2 separate regions of the Anas platyrhynchos genome follow, and region 1 is linked to region 2. The links are chromatin contacts, called in public Hi-C maps. All regions are on one chromosome and are shown on one strand. The core of a region is the stretch at or near the end of the contact, and the rest is flanking DNA. Distances in the headings are between cores, read along the strand shown. Region 1 overlaps ALS2 (alsin Rho guanine nucleotide exchange factor ALS2). Region 2 overlaps ALS2 (alsin Rho guanine nucleotide exchange factor ALS2).

Region 1 (7,012 bases), core at 1,275-3,774, 53 kb before region 2:
AATGGGGATTCCCACTGTTTTCTAATAGTCAGCTCCTTTCATGTACTAATAATAGAGGCACCATGCACTGATTTAGAGACCATTTGCAATTATGTGCATGACTTTATGTCATCCGGCGGGCTTATCCCCACACAGGACTGTTGGTTCAAACACCATATAGATATCTCGCTGGAAAATCCCCCTGCTGTGAAGTATGTTCATCCTGTTGAATTATCAAGACTGTCTAACTGTGATTTCACCAACACTTCTCCTAGAGGCAAGCACCACCTCAAGTGGTCTCCATCCTCCCCTCTGTCCCTGACTGCTCATTCCTGCCTGTGTTACCCCTCACTTAGAGGAGTTTCTATCACAGCTCACAGCCTGGGTTGCCAGAAAATATTGGCTGGTACCAGTGCAAGTGGGCAGAGTAAGTCCCCAGTGCAGTGCTGGCACAGGAAGACACTTCCAGCAGTGAAAGGGATTGCACAGTGTGACCCCTGGCTGGTGAACATGTGTGAGTGACACCTGGCAGTGAAGCTAGACACACCTTCAATGATGTTCTCAGCAGCAACATTACATCTCAGCAGGACCCTTTCTGCTGTAACATCGAGTGCTAAAATATCACTGTCATTTATGTGCAGAGATAGATCTAGTACCAGCTAGGGCAGGGGGAATCTGTGCTGGTTCACAGGAAAGGCCACTGGCTCTCTGGTGAGACCAACTCTTCCACCTCCGCACTGATGCAGCGTACCGGCAGACAGGCCACTGCTCGTCTCACTCTCCTTCTTGTTTTGCACAGGTATTGGGGGTCCCAACTGAGAACATCTGGCCAGGACTTTCCAAGCTCCCCAACTACAAGCCAGGTAGGACTTACCTCACAAGAACACCAGCTTTTTCTCTGAGCCACTAACCACTTAGCAATTTGGGGGTCACTAATTCATATTATCAAAAAGCGATGTTTCAGAGCTACTAAATCCCTTAAACTACTTAACAGTAGTTAGTGTTGCTTTAGGACCAACGGCCCAAGATACAAGCAAAAGTACACTTGTGGCAAAGCTGCCTCACTGAGATACGTTAGGCTGCTGGAGGATTTCATTGTCCCAAGTGCTAACAATGCAGTTAGTCTCCACTCCTCAGTGCGAAGGACCAATGTCTCCTGTTATGCACTAGAAAAGCTGACAGGTACCAGGGGACATAGTTTATCTGAACTCTCCTTATTTTCATGGAGATTGGTTTGGGGGCCTTTAAGCCTCAGTTTTAAAGGTCACTGTCCCCGATTTTGATGTGGGCAAGGTGAGAAATCTGTGTGATTTATAAAGCTGGCTTCTTTTATTTCCACATGGGCTGGTAGAGAAGTCTGTGTCCTGGACTTCAAAGGGCCAGTTGTCTCTTATTTTGATGTGGGCAGGTTGAGAAGTATGCTTTGAAAAGCTAGCTCAGTCACTCTCCCTCTCCCCCTCTCTCTTTCCCTTTTTCTCTTTCTCTCTCTTTTTGTTTAATGTTTTCTCTTGGGAAAATATATTCAAGTGTCAGTGAGGGGGAAATGATGAGCACTGATTCTCAGCCTCTCAGCAGGATCATTCTCTAAGAGAAATATAAAAGTGAAATATTAAAAACCCTAGAATGTGAAATCCACCCATCTGCAGTCTAGCCATTCTCTCTCGCTTGTACCCTAACAGAGTGGTGGGGGGAGTCTGGCTCTCTGGAAGGGAAAAAAGAGAACAGGGGGAGAGGAGGAGGGAGAAGACGTGCTTTGAGCAAGAGGTTTACAGGTTTAGTAGAGCATAGTAACATCTTTTCAAAGAAGTGGGTGTTGCTCTGTGACCCAGTCCAAGATGCCCCTCCTTTGATTCTGGTGCATGAACACTAAACAGCCCCCATTTTCACATGGTAGCCGCGATTGGCTGAACAATAACCTGGTCTCACAGTCGAAAGGGCCGGAATCTTTCACACAATTAGCTGAGACACATTAATCAAACCAGCGTGAAATGGGAATGTGTCGCTGTCCTCAGCAAGTTTAATTTGGACAGGGAGCAAGCACAGAGCAGACAGCTGGAGGAAGCACTTTCTTCTCTGACTTGTTGAAGGCTTGGTTGGGTACTCTACAAGTTGTGAAAGGTAGTCTGGGAGGAAAGAAATGCTTATGTGTGGGACAAATTGCTCACAAAGAAGCTTTTGACGTCAGTCATCTGTGCATACAAGGCCAAAAACTCTAGTGAAGCCAATTAGGTATCCTGATGCTATATGCAGGTACAATTGAAAAATGCAAGCATTAAACCGTAAACTAATGGAGAAACTGGTACAGACAGCACAGAATAGCTGAATGTCCACAACTGCCCTCTGCTTTGCACTGTTTTGTCTGAGTAGCAGTGCTATCTGCGGCTTGGGATGGTGCCAGTGGCAGGGCTGGGAGGGAGAAGACAGGCACCTAGGCAGCATGGAAATGGCTCCTGTGAAGACACGTGAAGTCATTATTAGCAGTTTTCAAATCTGAATTGTTATCAGAGTGGATAGAAAGATTCCCTAATGGACTGCAGTGGGGCAGAACTAACCTGTGCTGTGATCCTGCGATGCTGGTGCCTTTTGTGGCTGGCACAGACAGAAATTAGAGGAGTTAGAGGACACCCTCCTAGGGAAGCATCCTTCCGTGCTACCAGTAACATGGAAGAGGGGTCCTGAGCCGGTGTTTGGGGCAATACCTTGCCAGCTGGAGAGCCAGCATCCCTTTCCCCTCCTCAGAGCCTACCGAAGGGGCTCTGAGCTGCTCTAGTCATACAGTGAAACCAAGCACTTGGCTCAAACCTGGGATATAAAGAACAGTCTGGCTAGGATAAGACTATTCACATACAGGTAGACTGTTTGCCCTCGTCAACAACTCAATCAAGTCAATTTTTGACAGGGCTGCCAGTAAGAAGGCAAACCAGTCTCTTTGAAGCTATTTGCCATTCACATGCTCAGAGAACTTCCCCTGCTTCCCTGAAGCACAAGTGCTAACTGTCCCCCCCAGGACACGCTCACCAGGTGAAACTCTGCAGCCTGCCTGAGAAAGCCTTCGCTCTTGAGGTTCTTTCCAGCCCCGTTGTGCAAATCTGAGTGCCTGGGACAGTTCAGATAAGCAAACAAACTTTGGAGGCTTCCCCAAATCTGATGGCTTGAATGCTTTTAGCTAGTCCTACTGATGTTCACAGCGAGCGCAGGCAGCAAACAAACAAACAGGTTCCTGCCTGAGGCAAAGCACGAACACGCGCAAAACAAAGCTCTGAGGTGTGATCCTATTCTCATTGAAGTTGATGGCAAAACTCCCACTGGATTCAGCAGTGTAGGCTCAGCCCCAGACTGAGGTTGTTACTGGAAGGGTTCCTGGGCCAGGTGGGTTAGTAGGAATCTTTCAAACGAAAACTGGAAACCTTTAGATGTTTTCCTGTCACTGCTGTGGGCTGAAGCACATCCTGCTGCAAACCCTGCAGAGGAAATACAGCCTGGGGTCTGCGAGCCAGGCACAGCTGCAGGAAGGGCAGCTCCCCTGCCCCCTCTACGGGCAACTGGCAAAGGAAGTGCAAGGCAATGCTAGTCCACCCTATGCCCCTGTGCCTTCTTGCACAAAGAAGTTCAGAAATGGGCCTCATGTCCATTGCTACAGTTTGCCGAAATCTCAGCCTGTGCCTGAACCCAGGTCAACAGGGAAGATGGGTGAGCAACATTTCCTTGGCCAACCCTGCAGCCTGTGATCTGCCACTCGCTCTCCAAGAGGGAGATGGAGCCTGAAAGCACAGTGTTCCCCCCACCTTGGCTTCAGGACTGGTTCCTGCAGAAGGCGAAGGGCTGGGAGAGCTCCTGCCCCACGTCTCAGTGCACTCGCTGGCCCTCTCCCCAGCTCCCCATGCTTAGGAGCCCTGCCCGTAGCAACAAGGCTTTGCCCTGTGTTTGTTCATTTCTTCTGTTCCCCTCATTTTGCTTCCCCTGAAAGAGGCAGTTGTAGCTCTGTTAACACTATTTTTGAAAGCTCTCATGCTGTGTGAGCTCAAATCCTTGCATTAATCTACTGCTGTGTTCATTTCACTGCGCTGAAAAGCAGGGAGTTTAAATCCCCTCTAAACACCACTGGTGACACCAGAAGGCCACTGTTTTGATCCAGCCCCATTAATGGTTACAAGTTTGAATCTAGACAGCGGGGGTCAAGGGCAGGAAAGGATTAGGAATCACAGCCCATGACATTAAGCTAGTGCTTCTGCCAAACTGGGAATACTGGAGCACCCAATCCATCGTTTAATGCCTCCTTTTCCTGATATTTGGATTGCAAAGAGGAGGGAACAGTGCTTATTTGTTTGTAACACGATGAGCTTGCTGTGAGTGAGCTATAACTTGCTGCGAGTGAGCCCTGATTTATCGCACAGGCTGACTAATGAAGTTTCCTGTGCCAGGTAGTATCATTTCACTTTGCCGGCACACGTTTTTCACTGCACTTCTTCAGATGCAGCAACCGTTTTTAAATTAAGCCTCGTTTTCCGAATGTCTGCAGGCTTTGCTATCATTTTTCAAATGTTGGTAGGCTTTGCTATGCTGAATGAGATTAGAAGCTTTCCATAGGCAACTTTTCCTGAGCACATTTTAGTATCTGTTGCTTTTCCAAACTGCCACCAGCAGATGGAGGCAACAAGCAGCAGGCACTGAGACACAAACTTCAAATGACATTTTTGAGAATGCAGATGAAGTCTGAACTCTGAATCTTTTTATTTATTTATTTATCTTATCTCACTTTTTATGCTGATGCTTCGTTTAATAAATGGGATGTTTGGAAACTGAATTCTAAAACGATGAAATTTTTATTGTCATAATAAACTGTATATGGCTTTGATCCCAAAGGGAAAAGCAGCACTGCAACTAATGCACAGTATATGGTGGCCAGGCTGCAGGGAAACTCCCTTTGTGCCTGGCACTGGGCACAGGCTGCAGTTTGCAGTCTGCCACACAGACAGAGCTCTGATTCTGTCCTGCAGCCGCAGAGGTTTCACTAATGAGAGAAATTTTCTCTGTGAGCCTGCAACCTCAGCACCTTCATCGAGCAGCACAAGGCATCCTCTTTCTCTCTCTTCATCAATTAGGAAAGTTTAACTTTTGTCCCCTGGCTTGCTTGCCTCATTATCAGTTCATTAACCACTTCCACCTGGGTTTGCATATAGGAAGGTATTTCCTCATTAGCACAGACTGCACTGCATACTGATAGAAAATAACAAACCCAAGCACCACCTTTCCGATCTCCTCATACTGTTACAAAAACAATCAGCCCTATACAATCCCATCATTTATGTGTGTACATCATCACTGTAAAATGATTAAATCTGTAGTTCATCCACTTCTTTGTCTGATCTCTCTCACCTTTAAGGAGTAGCTGTTTGCATTGTCTTACGGTTTTAGATTGGTCTTAATCTTTACAGTAGGGAAGATATTTACTGCCCTGTTCGTACCCAGCTCAACAGAATGGGGCCTCAGAATCCTCTACGGGTTTGTCTATATGGGGTCAGTCAAGAGACTAATCTGAACTGATTTAAAGTGGATTAGTTAACTGCATTAAATCCTTAAGTAGAAACACAATGTTTTCTTACCCATATCTTCCATTTATAATCAAAGCTTTGTATACTTGAAGTGGCAAGTTTGTCGGTCCTCACTCAAGCAGAATTCTGCACAGAGATATTTGTTTGGACAGGGAAAGCAGTAGTTGGCTCACTGACTCTTACACTACCCCTTGTAGATAATCATTAATCTGTGTGTTATATAAATGTTAAATCAAAGTAAAGAATCTTGGTCAAGATACAGCAAAGATTATAATTCAGGCATTTTTCCCAATTCCCAGTAAGCAAACAGATATTTCTATCTGCAATGTAAAGAAAATCCTGTTTCCTCCTTGGAATGTTAATCCTGGAAATTTACTTAATAAAAACAAAATCATGTTTCAGTTAGATATCACTGAAACCCTTTGCCCTGCCATTAGCAACTGCACTTTCATTTTTTAACTTTTATTTTAAATTTATTAAAGAATACTCATTTTAAAAGATTTCACTAAAGTACAGTATTTAAGTAATTTTGACATTTTAATTAAATATTAAAGGAAATTGATATATTGCTATGGAATGTTTCCATCTCACTGAAGCAGAACTTTCTGGCTGAAAGTTGCAGCATCTGAAAGTTTTTGGCCAGCTCTGAGAAGAGGTTAAACCTTCTACCTCATGCAAAAAAATCTTATGCCTTTCCAAACCCATTTAAACTCATTTTTCTTCTATTTTTCCTGGAAACTTTACATTTCTACTCAATACAGACAATTTATTTCTACACTTTTATTACAGCTGAGGGGGCAAAGTGAAAGAAGGAGGATCTAGAGAATAAGTTAACAGTGATCCAAGAGGAACATCCTGCCAGAGTTAATCTCGGTGATTGACTAGGGAAGGGGCTACTAAAGATACAGAACTTCTATATATTGCTGGTAATTCCAGAGCTCTGGCACCTAAGCAGTCCTGAATCCCATCCCAGATGATACTGCCATTTACTGCTTCAGCAATTACCTTAGTATTTGGGTGTAGGAGAGCACTTCAGTTGTGACCTGTTACTTACACAGTGACAGACAGGTTTAACAACCTGCTTGCCTGGCTTAATGGTGAAAGATTGCTGCGGGAAAGGTTAAGTGCTGAAAGTTCAGTCATTTGCACGTTTTCAAATTGTCTGTGCCTCAAGTCAGACACGGAGTGACCCAGCCCCAGGGCCTGCCGCCCTGGAAATGGCCGTGCAGGCTGAAGGCCGAGGGGACTCTTCCTTCGGCTACATTTGGACGCTTCTGTCCTTGAATGGTGAGGCTGAGCTGAGCAGCTTGCCGTGCTCTTGACAGAAAGCAGGGGGAGATGCTCTAGGACTGCAGGATAAGCCAGTCCAAGTCCAAACTTGGAGGCTGTTATACGCCAGTCTATTGGCAAGAGAGTAGTGGTGCTTGCCTCCGGGTGGTCTCGCTGCTGTGGGGAATGCTTTTCCAGGCCCTAGCTGGAAG
Region 2 (6,635 bases), core at 1,978-4,477:
CCTGCTGTCAGATACAGAACCTGCGGTTCAGCCTTGGGGTGCTGATGGAGCTGAGAAAATACTCAGCAAAGCAAGGCTGGCTCCCAAACAGCACTGAGCAACTTTTAAGAAGGTGGGAAACAATGAGAAGGCTAACAGGTGCTGTAGGGAGCTGCGGCAGACAAAAAGAGAGAAGGCTACACTACGCACAGATGTAGTCTCAGTAGTGAAGTGCTCATCAAGGAGAAGGGCTCCCTTCTTCTCATCTGCTGCTCCCTACTTTTATTCCTGCTCCTGTTTCCCAGCTCATCCTTTCACAGCGAGCCGTATCTAGCCCTCAGGCTACCTGCCAGCAGGCCATTCTCATTCACAAGGAGCTAAAGAGAAGGCACAAAGGCGGCCAGTCAGAGGCATATTAACCAGGCCTCGCAGACAGCAAGTTCCTTTCTGCCCTCCCTGAGTCCATTCAGGGCACAGATTCTTGCTATGCAGAGAAAGACCTTGGATATTTCAAAGCAGAAAAGGCATCTGTGCTTGCCTTTGTCTGGGGATTTAAGCACCAGTTACGTGTTTGTCCCAGAAGGTTTAGTCAACAAGAGATTTAGTGAACAAAGAAACACAGGCCAACCTGGACCAGAATGGGCTGGAAGGAAGGCAGCTCAGGTTTCCAAGGCGGTTATGTCGGAAGCCATCATTAGATGCTGCAAAGTGCTCTCTGAGTTTTGTGCTCAAGCTGAACTCGATGCAATCAATGCCAGTTGTTCCATCAGTTTCAGTGAGATACTCGTCAGGCCCTTTGACAGTAAACTGTAAATTGGTACAAGTTCTCCCTTCCTGAATAGAGCTGATGCTCTTTTTCCCTTCTAACAACACAGGTTCCCACTTTCTGATGGATGCTGGGCTGATAGTGGTGTTCTGACAGCAACTGGGCTGCAGGAAAGCTTAACAAAAGATAAAATAGGCAAAGCTTGCTTTCCACAATGATTACTCACAAGTGAGTTGCTCGGACTGCGGACTTCCAGCTGTCAGGAAGCTACAGCGCGTGCGATTCCCTCTGCCAGGCAACATCACTTACAGAAGCACCTGTACTTGGTACTGAAGGCACTGAAGATGAGTAGGGTGTTATTATCAAGCTATCCCACCCGAAATGGTTGGCTTTGAGCATCCTTTCAGGACACTGGCTATAGCCACATTGTCTTTGTTATACACCACACCATGGAGCGGTCTGGGTCCTTGCTTCCCAAGGCAGGCTGTCAGGAAGGTGCAGAATGCCTCAGTACCCTACTCTCTGATTTCCCTGCCAAAAGAAGTGCCTGGTACCAGAGTCTGGGTTCAAACAATGCATGCAATACAGCTTCTTGGGGTTGGAAGGCTGGAGTGGAATAGTTTGGATGCTCCAAGTCACTCAGGTCACAGAGAAGTAAATGCAATGCTCTTTGCTTGAGCTGAAGAAGCACAGCAACAAATGCTCAGCCATGCTCCAGCTTCCCTACAGCACAGAGAGTTGGAAATTCAGTCAGATCTCCACTTTTGGACAAGAAATCTTTAAGTGGTGCACTACAGCCGTTGATCTAATAGTGCTTGACACTGGCAAGAGGTTCTGTGGGGCTGATGAGAAAAGAAGGACACAAAACATAAAAGGAAACAGGCTGTATCAGCTCTATGAAATCCAACCATTCCTGGATTCCCAGAACAGCTCTTTTGGACCTAGCTGTCATAAGGTGTGGTTTACAGATCATCCCAAAACCATTAAATGACACTAGGATTCAGGAAAATGCTTTAAACAGACACCTTCCCTGTAAAATCTATCAGCTTCCATTTAGGACATGGAGCTCCTTCTTCAGAGCATTCTCAGAACATTGTCTGTGCCTGCCTTTCCTGGCAGTCTCCAGAATTTAGGCACCAGCCCATTACAAGTGCCTTCATTCCTGTGACTTGATAATCCCAGCCACCGTGCACATTTGCCATGTTCATACAGCACCGAAAAACATGTGTTACACTGACAGATCAGCTACATATCCAGCTGGTATCTGAGTACTTTTGAGCCAGGAGGACTGAGCAGCCTGCAAGAAGACCCTCACTTCTATTTCCATCCATTCTGCACAGCTACAGAGGCCTTGAATTCCATCAGGAGCTACTTCCTCTCACCTGGTTCTGAGTTTCACACTTCACGACGAGAGTTTGGCTGGTGCTCACTGAGCTGGACAGAAGGGTGTGTGAAACGGCTCAGCCTTCAAGCCAGAGCATTCAGTAAGTACAGAGCAGCTAATAGGGATTTAACCATATAATTCAAGGCTATTTGGCTTCCCAAAGCAGTGTTGCCACTCTGTAGTTTAGAAGCCACTAACTGATGCGTTAATCTCTTAGTATGAGCAGGCCTTAAAACCTTTTGCACAGACCAGCTCTGTGCTGGTCCCAGGCTCTTTTCTTCCTCAGGGCACGTGTCTGCCAATGCGCCTCGCACCGGGAAGAACTAAGGGCAGCCTCAGCAGAGTGCCAAATGCCGCAGCCAGAGAAGAAGCTGGTCACCAACAGTCCTGATGCAACTCATATGGGAGCTGGCAGGGCCCAGCAGCTGTGCCAGCTGCTGAACAAACCCTCTTCACTTCCTGCCCCTCTGCCGCCGCCTCCCACACACCGCGCTCACAAGGGCTGCATTGCTGCATCACACACTTCATTCTCTGCTTTGAAAGTCCAGGCTAATTGAGTGACAAAGTCATTCTGCCTTGCATCTCAGCAGAGGATTTTACTCTAAAGATCCTTTCATCTCCTGACCTTCTCCTCTCTTCCCTCCTCGAGGCCCGGCTATGCCAAGGCCCAGAGGGGCACACAGAGGGGCAGCTGATCCTTTCCCAAGGCACCTACTTGTGGTGCTGTCCCAGCCTCAGCCCCACCACTGCTATTGGTGCTGAGGGAATTCCTGGTTGGGAACCCAGGGAGGGAACTGCCAGCATAGCCAGGCTCTCTGGGCAGTGTCCAGCCCCTCCACAAACACTATGCCATGCAAGAGCCTGCACCAGTGTGCTTACAGCACTCCTCTTCAGAGGACAAACTCCTCTCGTTCCACAAGCAAGATCTACGTTACAACTGCTTTGACTTACGCTGTTCCCAAAGGCTTGAAAATTAGGATTAGGGCTCTCTTGCACAAACACTGCAAAAGCATGACCCAGCAAGGTCCCTGCCCTTGCCTGCTTCCAGCTCGAACACAGTGTAAGACAAGGGTGGAACAAGAAGTGGAGATGGGAAGGATAAGGCTTCCAGGAATCAGATAACGTTACTCAGGCTGGACATGGTGATGAGTGCTACATGAATCACCTATCTGACTCCTTCGTTCTGGTGAAGCAACTTCTTAGAGGCAAAAAGAGTAGTAGAACTTAAAGAAGAATGTACAAAAAAAAAAAAAAAACCAACTAGTATGGACTGTAGGTATATTAGCCCCCAAATTTTGTATTAATGCCGGTTTTGCCAGAACAGCAGACCAGTCTCTCTTACACTGCTTTGCTTTCACAAACTTTAAGTTTTTCCTTCCTACCTCACCTGCACAACCCACACTGCTGGTCCTGCAGTCTCTTCTGCCAAACATGGCTGGACTTGATGATCTTGAAGGTCTTTTCCAGCCTAAATGACCCTATGATTCTGTGACTCTATACGCTCACAGGGAAGACAGACAAAAAGCAGAAGAACTGTACAGCCATCATAATTCCCCCTGATGAATGCCCAAGTATTGCCTCCTTAGAAGACACGTGTTTCCCCTCCTGTTTGGCCCAAATATCCTCTCCCTCCTCTCACAATCCCCTATTCTCATCCATTCAGGGGAATACAGTCCATTAGTACAGTTGCCCACAAAAAAGCACAAACAAGTAACATGTGAGACACTTTGTAGTTAGGCTGCTACTGATTAAATACATGGTGTTTTCCCTCTGTAACACAGAGATAATTTCAGAAAGTGATTTTTTTTTGCTAGAACCGCTGAAGTGCACGGTTACATTCACACTTCCAAGTGTGTGATTCCTCTCTGTCTCCCCAAAATCTCTTTATTTTAAAACTGATGCTTTCTTTCACCACCTCTACCCTAACCAGTGCAACCCACGCCACAAGCAATCCTCCAAGATATTCCCGTCTGTTCTGCTACATTTCCAGAGCAGAGGGGGAACCTCTGCTTGGGCAGTGTATAACACACCGCAGCAAAAAATGGCCAGCATGCCACGTACCTTTGAACAGTGCAGCACTTAAAGCTTTTCCACACGAGATGAAGAATGGCTGGTGCCATGCTTCTTCCTGTTCTCAACACTGAAGTGAAGTAATATTATACTACTACAGTCTGCACCATGGTCCCAAAATGGAAAGCTAGACAAACTACTAGACATGATTATGAAGTACTGTAAACACTGTGTTAATTCCACACAATAAGTGGCTTCATTTCTAATGAAGGCATTCTAGATTTTACCCCTTTATTGATCTCCGTGAAGAAGAGCATGAGCTGAACGCAAGTATAAATTGCAATGTAACATTATACTTGCTTTATATTAATTGCATAGATGTGTATGTACACACACATCCACATTTAGTATCTTGCAATGCTAAATATTAGAGAAAGAACCAACCAATGCACGGAAATTATTTTTCTCTTGCAATGCAGCTAATTATCATCAGGTGAAATGCAAAGATTCTTTTCATTAGCTTATACCCTTCTGGAATGGTGATTTTAGTCTAAAAAGCAATGACAGGCTCTGTTTTGAGGGTATAAGGGCTACTTTGCTCCTCCGACTTTATTCTGTGTAAGCATCCAAAAGGAAACCATCTGGTCTGAAAGATGGCTATGCTATCAATTATCTGTGAGGGTGCATTTTCAAGTGGAATGATATCCTTTCAAGGTTTGGCTACTTTGTTGACGACTTTACCAGTGGAGAATTTTCTTTTAGGTTTCGTTAGTGTGTAAAATTTCAAGACTGAATATGTGTGAAATAACAAAATTTAAAAGGTCAAACAGGAAAGGGAAAGGCAAGCTGGCTAGAAACTGTACTATCAGTGGCATACATTGTTCTGCCAGACATCACCAACTGGGAGGTATTTAAATCTCTAGATAAGTAAAGAGAAAACACCAACAGAGAAAGATGTCACAGATAAATATGTGGTGTGCAGAAGTCACCAGGACAGATGGGTGAAGTAACAGGGAAAAAGTAGAAATAAAGATTCTGCTCCTACTTGTATAACAGCAAACTACTCAGACACAATGCACACGAGTAGCAGTGCAGCCTATGGGTGCAGCAGCACAGAGCTAGTCCCTCTCTTCAAAACATGACCAGCCTTTGCTCTGAAATCTGGAGTAACAGCTGACTGATACAGATAAAAGAGTATTGCATCCATAGTATTGACAGCTTATGTCTCAACATCTCTGCTGTTCTCTTCCCAAGGACTGGGGAGGCAAAGTATGGTGGATGAGTACAGCTGGCTTAGCAGGGCTAGGTAACACTTTCAGAAAAAAAAAGGCAAGTTTGAGATCAGGAGTCAACTTTGCATGATCCCCAGGGTGCCATGTGTGCCTGCTGGGAATTCTCCATTGCTGTTAATATACCACAGACAACACAGCAGAGAATACCTGCCTCTACTAGTAGAATAAATACGGCCTCCTGGCATGAAGGTAAAAGGATCCCTGGAAGGTGTTCAGCTGAGAGGAAACAGCCAGTTCTTAAGATGTGTTTCTGACCTCTCCCAATTTCTGCCAGTGTTAAGTCCATTTCAAAATACATTTCTCCGTTTGGGCTTGGACCTCCCATTTAATGTGATTGATTTTACATCTTTACAAAACACTGTCATGAGGCTAGTTTCTTGAACTGATAATTGCTGCATTCCTTCAGTTCCTTCAGTTAGAACAAACTTTTTTTCAATTTACAGTAATTCTGATCTCTTTTGGGGTTGTTTGTCATCATGCAACACAGTACCCAAAACGTATCTGTAGCCAAACACTTCCACCTGAAGTGAGTAACCTGATTTTTAGCTAATATTTGTATTCTTACACCACACACATCTAAGGAATTCCATTAAAACTGACTGATGTTATTGCCATCTTGTTCACCACCAACTGTACAAGCCAGCTGTAGCTCAGTTCCTCCAGAGAAGGGTGAAAGGAAGAGTAAATGTCAGTTGCAAGCATTTAAAGGAGCCAGGAAACTGTTAACTACCTCTATTGACTGATTCATGTCTATACTTGCAGCTATTAGTTACAGCTGCTCCTGATTCTTGTGTCCTGGAAAAGCTGTATTGCTGCCATCTCCTCTAAAAAGTCCTGAACAAGACATCTGCAGCTTGATAAATCCCATCAAACCTTCTGTGATCTACCAAGCATTTTACCTGAGACCTTGCTGCAGAAATACACGTAGCTTCATGCCAGCGTTAACCATTCACTCCATCCAGATCTTGCAAGTACGAAGGAAAGGTTCTGCCTGAAGATCTCTTCCTTTGAGCACAGCTGGCTATGTAACTCAGAATTGTCCCCAGCATACGGAACTACGCCTGGCTTTAGGGCTTTGAAACAAAAACACTGCAGCCACATAACCTAAGATGCTGACCTCATGTGATTGTACTGTTCAAGCTCTAAAATGTTCAAAGAATTGCAAAGGCTTATCTTTGTGCTTGCAAGCTTTATGCTGGATTTG

Evidence for each region. A called contact is a pair of places that touch in the nucleus more often than the background predicts.
Region 1: a Hi-C map of liver shows a contact between it and region 2, with 2.0 times the contacts expected there. The contact joins two enhancer-like sites. A contact is called at or near these places in 2 of 8 Hi-C or Micro-C datasets (liver and skeletal muscle).

Annotation. Positions count from the first base shown.
Region 1 is chr7:28,223,598-28,230,609 of IASCAAS_PekinDuck_T2T, reverse strand. The region is part of intron 7 of ALS2 (alsin Rho guanine nucleotide exchange factor ALS2); the gene reads right to left. It overlaps CDK15 (cyclin dependent kinase 15), which reads left to right. Exons shown (of 14, transcript XM_072040421.1): 9 at 779-842. Among named protein-coding and RNA genes, the nearest start is that of CDK15, 21 kb to the left of the region's middle. Within about 2 kb of position 2,524, at least 3 of the 8 cell types and tissues checked have an H3K27ac peak or open chromatin away from gene starts, as enhancers often do.
Region 2 is chr7:28,172,138-28,178,772 of IASCAAS_PekinDuck_T2T, reverse strand. The region is part of intron 5 of ALS2 (alsin Rho guanine nucleotide exchange factor ALS2); the gene reads right to left. Among named protein-coding and RNA genes, the nearest start is that of FZD7, 28 kb to the right of the region's middle. Within about 2 kb of position 3,227, at least 1 of the 8 cell types and tissues checked has an H3K27ac peak or open chromatin away from gene starts, as enhancers often do.